2 separate regions of the Mus musculus genome follow, and region 1 is linked to region 2. The links are chromatin contacts, called in public Hi-C maps. All regions are on one chromosome and are shown on one strand. The core of a region is the stretch at or near the end of the contact, and the rest is flanking DNA. Distances in the headings are between cores, read along the strand shown.

Region 1 (3,562 bases), core at 1,027-3,526, 150 kb before region 2:
GGTCACACTAAACTGTGTATTTTTGTGGTAATTGTAGCAACACTTTAAGCTCAGCCGCTGAATTCATATCTGAGCTGGCCCTGCAACCCAGGTGATTCTGAACGCATAGCAACAATGAGGAACCCTTCTCACCCCTGCCACAACAGAAAAGTCCAAGGGGCTAAGGACAAGTCTAACGGGTATAAAAGGGTCATTGTCAGTCTTGAGTGGGGGGATGGACATATGATTCCTGGTGAGACTTAGCACAAAGTGAAGTTCAATCGTCCTTTGACTACAGGTTGCTGAACCCCAGTGCATCTTAAATGCAAGGTAAAAATACACAGCAAACTAAGCCCAAGGAATTTGGTTAATGCTTTTAAAAGAGAGTTGGATACAAAGTTTAGCTCACTTGTTTGTTTGGAAGCCACTCAAGAAGGGCTAGGGGGTTAGCCCAATAGTAGAGTGCTCATTTAGAGAAGGGGCCTGGGATTGCTAAGCAACACCATCAAAACAAAACAAAACAAAATGCTATCTTACTATATTACTCTTTGATGGGTACAGCATTGCACAGTGAAGTCTCAGCACTCAGGAAGCAGGATTGTGAGTTCAAATCCAGCCAGGGCTACCTAGGAGACCCAGTGGCCAATCTCAGTTGTCAACTTTAGGTATAGAATCACTTGAGAGACAGGGCTCTGGGCACATCCGTGGGATTCTCTTGATTAGGTTAAGGAGATGCGAAGACTCACTGTCCAGGATAGTTTTGTGCCAACTTGACATAAGCTAGAGTCATTTGAAATGAGAGAACCTCAAATGAAACAAATACCTCCATAAGATCCAGCTGTAGGGCATTTTATCAATTAGTGATTGTTGAGGGAGGTCCCAGTACACTCACTGTGGGTAGTGTTATCCTTGGGCTGGTGGTCCTAGATTCTTTAAGAAAGCAGGCTGAACATGCCACGAGGAGCAAGCCAGAGAATTCCGTGACCTCTGCATCAGTTTCTGCCACTAGGTTCCTGCTCTGACTTTGAGTTCCTGTTTTGATGAGCAGGAACTTAAATAATAAACAGTGATGTAGAAGTGTAAACCAAAACCCTTTCCTCCCCAACTTGCTTTGGTCATGGTTCTGTCATAGCAATATTAACCTAAACTAAGATACTCAACAGTTATGGGTGGCACCATTCCCTAGGCTAGGATCCTGGACTGTATGTAAAGGATAAACATTCACTGCTCTCTTCTTCCTGACTGGGGATAAAATGTGACTAGTCACTTCAGGCCCCTGCTGACTTCTCTGCCATAATGGACTGTAACTATGAGCCGAGAGAAACCTTTTCTTACTTACTTTGGTTTTATCAGCATATTTTATCACAGCAATAGGAGACGATACTGAAAAAGAGCTGGGTCTTGTGGCTACTTCCTCCAACATTCCTTTTTGGAACCTAATGAAACTTACAATTATAGTCCCTAAAGCAGCGTGGTGGCCCCTCCTTCTCTGCCCGAGTCTTGGCCATGGTGAGCCCCTGTAGGAGCTGTCAGAAATGGTCACTACTGTCAAAATGGCGGCACTGCGACATTTCCTCAGCCTGCAGCCATCACAGGAGCTGTCCACAGTGGCTACCCTTTCCTGCTTCAGCCTACATCCTTGGTGAAACACTAGTGCAGGATCCGTCCCACGGGAGCTGTTTACAGTGGCAGCACCTCCTCTCCAGCCCCTCTCCACCCCCCTCCCCCCGCCGCCCTCAGCAGCTCCACAGAGATGGTGCCTCAGCAAAAGCCAAATGCAGCCTGGAAGGACTTTCCACCCTTAACCCATGGCCCCGATTCAGGGAAAAGCGGGTGAAAAAAGCCACCAATCCCTGAGCTTCCCACAAACCCACCAATTTCTGAGCAGGAAACCCACCAATCCCTGAACAGCTAACCCATATCCCTGAACAGGAAACCAACAAATCCGTGAACAGGAAATCCCACCAATCCTTGAACTCCCCAAGCTCATGACTTGAAATCCCACCAATCCTCGCTCTGGAAATCTCTGCCTTGAAAAGCTTCACCCCTAAGAAATTCTATAAAAGCACTGTTCTTTGTCCAATTTTTGCTGCCCACTTCTGCGAGCAGAGGGCAGCCGTTCCTGGGTTTGTCCCTCCACACACTGGACCCTTCAATAAATCTCTTTCATGAGATTTATTGCCTGGAGTGATTGAGAAGATGCAAAGAATAGCGGCTGAAGTTCCTGAGCTCAGCTGGGAACATCATCCTCTGGGAGCTGCAACACCTCTGCTGAGGAGGCTTCCTCAGAGCCGCGTGGCTCCTGAGCTCCCAAGTCTCGGGATGCCCTTCTCTCGGGACACTGTCCCCCTCACAGCTGTATGGTTCCTGGACACTCCCTCCTCCCTCCTTCCCCCCTCCCCCCGCCCCGCGTCTCTGGATGCTCTTCCACTGGAATACTTTCTCCCCTCAGAGCTGCGTGGCTCCTAGGCTTCTGAGTCCCAGAATACCCTTCCACCTAGGCAGAAACACTTACAATAGAGATCCTTCCTCAAGGTTATAGCAGCAAAGAACAGCTACTGGAGAAGACACTTGAGGAGCTGCCTGCAACTTAGGCATACAGCTTCAGGGATGCTGCTGTTGTGAACTGTCACTCACGGCAAGATGGGCTAATCAGGGATGCGGCTGTTTTTCCGTTACCCATGTGACCCCAAAACTAAGCTGGACTTGGGTGGAGCCATTTTGTCTATTGTTAATTCCCTAGCTTGAGTAAATAGACCTTTAAAAGGTGTTTTTTCAGGAAAAGTCACACAGCAGCTGGGTATGGAGTCCTATGGGTAGAGGGGTACTTGCTTCACAAGTGCAAAGACCTGATTCTATAGCATAGCAAAGGAAAAAAGAAAAAAGCGAAAGAGCCGAGGCATGCAGGAGGTGAGACCCCGGGAGAGCTGGACTGACTAGTCTTTTGAAGGCCTTCTAGTTTCTCCAGACTCTGCCACAGCTTCCTAGAAGGTCCCAGAGGGTAGTGCAGTCACTATTGGCAGCGTCTTAATTGCCAAGCTTACTGAGCACTACCACGAGAGACCAGAAGGGGGCAGGCTGTACTCAGGAATGGACCTCGCAGATGCTCAGCTCAGGCTGAGTAGCAGCCTGAACGGTGGCTTTTTAGAACCTTGGGGGAATCATTGGCACTGTGGCATCGCTCAGTACACTGCTACACGGGTGGAGAAACTGAGTCTCAGAAAGAAGAGGTGTGACACAGCTCACTACCCACACTTCATGACACTGTCAGGATCCCCTAGAGAGAATCACAAAGATCCCTGGACCCTGGGAAACAGACCACACCTCCAGCTCTCAGCTAAAGGATAGCTGAAGAGGAGGCTGTGGCCTCGAGCTGGAGCCTGGCTGCCGACCTCAGAAGAGACCATAGCCTGCCCAGGTGCAATGGGAGAAGCCTGGAGCCTCACCTCTGACGCAAATGCAGGCATGAAGTGGAAGATCACATGATGACAGCCAAGCCACCTCCAACTCCCAGCCTCAGATTTTCTTTCAGTATTGAAAATACCTCACAAAGGGAGAGGTACTGGACAGAAAACCCCACTCT
Region 2 (4,128 bases), core at 317-2,816:
ATTCATAAAAAAAAAATTCCAGCTTCTTCAACATCGGCTTGATTTAAACCAAAGAACAGGGTAAACACCAGGCTCCTTCCAGCCTCATTTTCTGCTGCTTTTTTTTGATAACTGCTTATGAGCACGGTTTAATGTCTCTGACCAGTGAATGGCTCGGGACACACAGAAAAAGAAGACACCGGCCAGACGGAAGCTGGCGCGGCCAGCAGGACTAAAGTGCCTTCAAGTATTGACCACAGTTTCAAAGATGAGCCACATGGCCCGCTTTCCCCTAATGGTATCTGATTTGTAATGTACTTTGGAAAATTAAATTCTCAAGCCAGCTTGGCGCCACCCTCCTGATTGCCACGTCCGACCACTCTGTCTGGTTCCCATATCAGGCCCCAGAAAGCCTCAGTGTGCCAGTGGGAATGGTGGCTGGGGCTGGCTAGCAGGGAAAGCAAACCCTTGTCCAGAGCCCTTGTCGGGCAGGCAGGTGGGCGGGCGGGCATTAGAAGGGGGTAGTGAGTGCTGTAAACATGATCTGAGCTCTGCACTTCCTGGAAGGATCAAGTGAAACAATGGAATCCAAAGAGCAGACACTGACGGGAGGGAGAAATCTGAGGATGAGACAGCCTAAGGACAGGCTCTGGGATCTAGCTTCAGACCACTGATCACACTTAGCACAAGACTTCCAGGGGAAGAGAGCAGACAGGAGCACCTGCCCATAGGTGTGGCTAGTGAGGTGAGACAGGTGGGCCTAAGCTAACCTCTACCTCTCCCGACCCAGACAGCAGCACAAGTGATGCCACAGCTAAGGGCACGGTGGGTTGCTCGGGCTAGATCACATGCTTCCCAGCAAGTGCTCACATTCAAGTTTTCGATAACTGGCCTCTGACTTTGGGTACAGACAAGGAATGGGCTGGCAAGGATGGGGCATGTCTGCCTCTGGGGCATCTGGATTCAGGCTTAGTTTCCACAAGCCTTGTCTATATTGTTCTGCCCAAGCTCCCATTTATCTGTTTTCCCACCGGGGGCCATCTGGCTCCAAACTGACAGTGGGAGGGGTCAGGAGGGCTCTGACTCAGGGCTCCTGTGGGCGCCTGGGCTGTGTGTGGCGCCTGGCACTATGTGCTTAGCAGCTTCCTGGTGTCCATCCAGAAAGGCCCTGACCTTGCTCAAAGAGTCAGGTCACCAAACTGACAGTACCTCAGGAGTATAGCAAGAGGTCAAAAGATGTGGGCCATACCAAGGTACCAAGGAAGCTGCCCTCAGCCAAATGCTACAGAAGGCACACCACACCGTGTCAGGCCAGGGGCCCTGAAGAGTAGCTGGCCTTGGACAATGGGTCTAGACCTGGGTAGGAGCGCCTGTAAAAGTTCAGAATAGACTTTCTTCCCACCCAGGAAGCCAAGCTCAGGTGGCTTCTAAGAGAGAGCCTGGCCCACAGTTGGGTTGCTGGCCAGCGTCTAAACCTACTTTGGTCACTTTCCAGCCTGAGACTTCAGAAAGCAAGGCGTCTGTGAGTCCCAGCTGGAACCAGGCCACATAAGCACCTGTGGGGATGCTGATGCCAGAAAGGGAAAAAAGCATTGCTCTCCTCGGGGCCAAGACAGCAATGGCTACTCCTAGCAACGCTGCTAAGGACAGTGGCTGCTGTAGCCAGAAACCATCCTTCCCATCCTGTGACCTAGAAGTCACGCAGCAGGCTCTGGACAGAACAGCGAGAAGGGGCTTGGCTGCAAGGTTGGGCCACTAGCTTCTGTCAAACACAAAAGCAGCACTCTGATAAATTCTTGCTTCTTTCTCTAACTCGAGTTTCAAGGCAAATCCTATCTGTAGTTAAGAGCCTGGTAACCAGAGAGGAGACACAAACCGCTCTGTAGTGTGCATATGTGTGCATGCACACGTGTTCACTATCACACACACACACACACACACACACACACACACACACACACACACACATAACCCAGAGATGGAGAGCCAACAGCTGTCCTTTGGGAATCCTGACATCAACAGGGGAGCAGTGGCAAGTCATGGACTCTCAGTGGCCTCTAAAGGCACACCCTAAGATGACTGACCTAGAAGCCAGGTGACTCTGTGAGAGGCATAATAGGGGCAGGTATGGGCCACAGTTAGTGTTTAGTGGTTCCTTGGAAGCCCAGGATACAGAGGCAGCTTGGGGCAAGGCAGGGATTCTGCTCTCTCCCCAGGAACTGTAAACAATGACCCTTGTGCGTAGTGTCTATGAAGAGGAACTGCGCCCCGTCCTTAGCCTTGTATACACGAGTACTTCCGAGTGCCCATATGGAGTCAGTCTCATGAATGGAAGTCCACAGAAGCATGGGGCTTCCAGAGGCGGTGCATGCTCACATGATCTGCTTGAGGTCTCTGAGCCAGCTGGGAGTGGCAGCTCATGCTAGTAACCTCCATACTTGAGGCAACGGTAGGAGAACTGAGAGCCCATCGTCATCCTTGACTACACAGCAAGCAAGTTCAAAGCCAACTCTGGTGACATGAGACCCTGTCTGGAAACAAAACAAAAACAAAACAGACAAACAAACAACAAAATGGCCAAGAGGGCAGGGCGGAGGGCATATCCAAGGTCCCCTGGAGCAGGTGTCTTAGTGGAAGGAGAAGCCAAGTGCCAAGCTGCTGAAGCTGTGATGCCAGGTCTGAAGTCAAGAGCCTGAACCCTAAGCTTAAATACACCGTAAATACCTCCAGCCTGAGCAGTGTCTCATTGTCTTTAAAGAAATCAAGGGGCAGCACTGTGACCTACACAGAGGAAACGAGAAGAGGTGACGTGGCCTGTGGGTTCCCCAAGTCAGACAGCAGATGGAAACCTTCAGCATTCAGGGCTGGCTGTAAACTATTGGGGGTGGGGGGGCATCCAGAACCCTCTCAGGACTCAGCTGGGTGGAACAGTGAGGTACAGCATTTGGGAGCCTGATGAGAAAGAGGCCTGGCTTTGTAAAACATGAGAGTCCCCACTTATTTAATCTAGGCCTGGCCCAGGAAAGGAGAAAATGTCGGGAGCCAGAGACTACCTTTTAAATAAAGTGAGCTGTGCAATGGGAATAATTTAGGCGTGGCTGGTCAGACGGGGGGGGGGGGGGGGGGCGGGGGGGTGGCGGGGGGGGCAGTGCCGAGGGAGGAGGCGTGATGAAGGAGAGCAGCGACGGCACCATCACAAGTGGAGGGGCTGCTCCCCGCCCTCCCCCAGTCTCAGTCTCATCTAGCCCAGGTTACCCAAGGGTCCAATGCCAGATAGAGCAGTGCCCAGGCAGCAACCCTGCCTTTTTCCAGAGGCTGGACTATACCTGAGGATGTGGGGACACTACTGGGAGACACACAGGGTGAGGCTGGTGGAGGGAGCACACCCAGATCCTTATATGAAGGCACTGGTGGAATTGGTAGAGGAGTCGCTATGGCTTGGCTGGATCAGCTCACACAGAGACTCGTAGGTCCCCACCACGAAGCCCACGAAGCCCAGGATGCTGATGAGGGCATCCTTGGTGACGGTCAGGGGGCTAATGCCCTCTCCATAGTAGGTGACCACCTCCAGCAGGGGCGGGATGATGAGGGCCAGGGCGCTGCTGCTCACAGAGCCCACCAGGGAGATGACCAGGTCCAGGCGTGGGATGAGGATGGCCAGCACACCTGCAGAGAGAGGGGGACGTCTTTGTTCAAGAGTGCCTGGGGCTGTAGGAGATATGCTCATTGCCCAGAAAGTTTGGCCTGGGTCCACGTTTAGAACTGAGAACTCGAAGGAAGTTAAGATGCTATCTAGTCCAATCTTGGGCAATATGTGATCAGATTTACAGAATTACTGTGGTCTCCTGGCTCTAATCTCACGTCTATATGTATGTATGCATATGTATATATAATTTATATATTTATTTTTTGACAGCACTGTCACAAGTTGTACCTTACTATGTCTCGAATGTCTTATTATGTATCTTAGGCTGACACTGAACCCGAGATCCTTTTGCCTCAGCCTCCCAAACACTGGGATTACAGTTGGTTACTACTCTCCCAGCTGGACAACTAGTCTCTCCCAAACAGACAACTGGGTGAAGGTAGGGGTGAAGAAAAGTGGGTGGGCCTTTCTAAGGGACATTCACTTCCTCACACTGATAGAGC

What was found. Hi-C and Micro-C count contacts between places; a contact is called where the count stands out from the background.
Region 1: a Hi-C map of the N1E-115 cell line shows a contact between it and region 2, with 4 times the contacts expected there. The contact joins two enhancer-like sites. A contact is called at or near these places in 19 of 484 Hi-C or Micro-C datasets (the AML12 cell line, the C2C12 cell line, the HL-1 cell line and 12 more), 6 of 115 datasets of contacts at active chromatin or transcription factors (bone marrow-derived dendritic cells, embryonic stem cells, extraembryonic endoderm stem cells and 1 more) and 1 of 9 other capture datasets (embryonic stem cells).

What each region holds. Positions count from the first base shown.
Region 1 is chr11:55,386,120-55,389,681 of GRCm38.p6, reverse strand. No RefSeq gene overlaps it. Among named protein-coding and RNA genes, the nearest start is that of Gm31842, 5.1 kb to the right of the region's middle. Within about 2 kb of position 2,276, at least 7 of the 459 cell types and tissues checked have an H3K27ac peak or open chromatin away from gene starts, as enhancers often do. A contact at or near this core is called in the N1E-115 cell line, where this site is marked.
Region 2 is chr11:55,231,884-55,236,011 of GRCm38.p6, reverse strand. Slc36a1 (solute carrier family 36 (proton/amino acid symporter), member 1) reads right to left here. Exons shown (of 11, transcript NM_153139.4): 11 at 1-3,645. The coding sequence ends at 3,374. Among named protein-coding and RNA genes, the nearest start is that of Slc36a1, 30 kb to the right of the region's middle. Within about 2 kb of position 1,566, at least 6 of the 459 cell types and tissues checked have an H3K27ac peak or open chromatin away from gene starts, as enhancers often do. A contact at or near this core is called in the N1E-115 cell line, where this site is marked.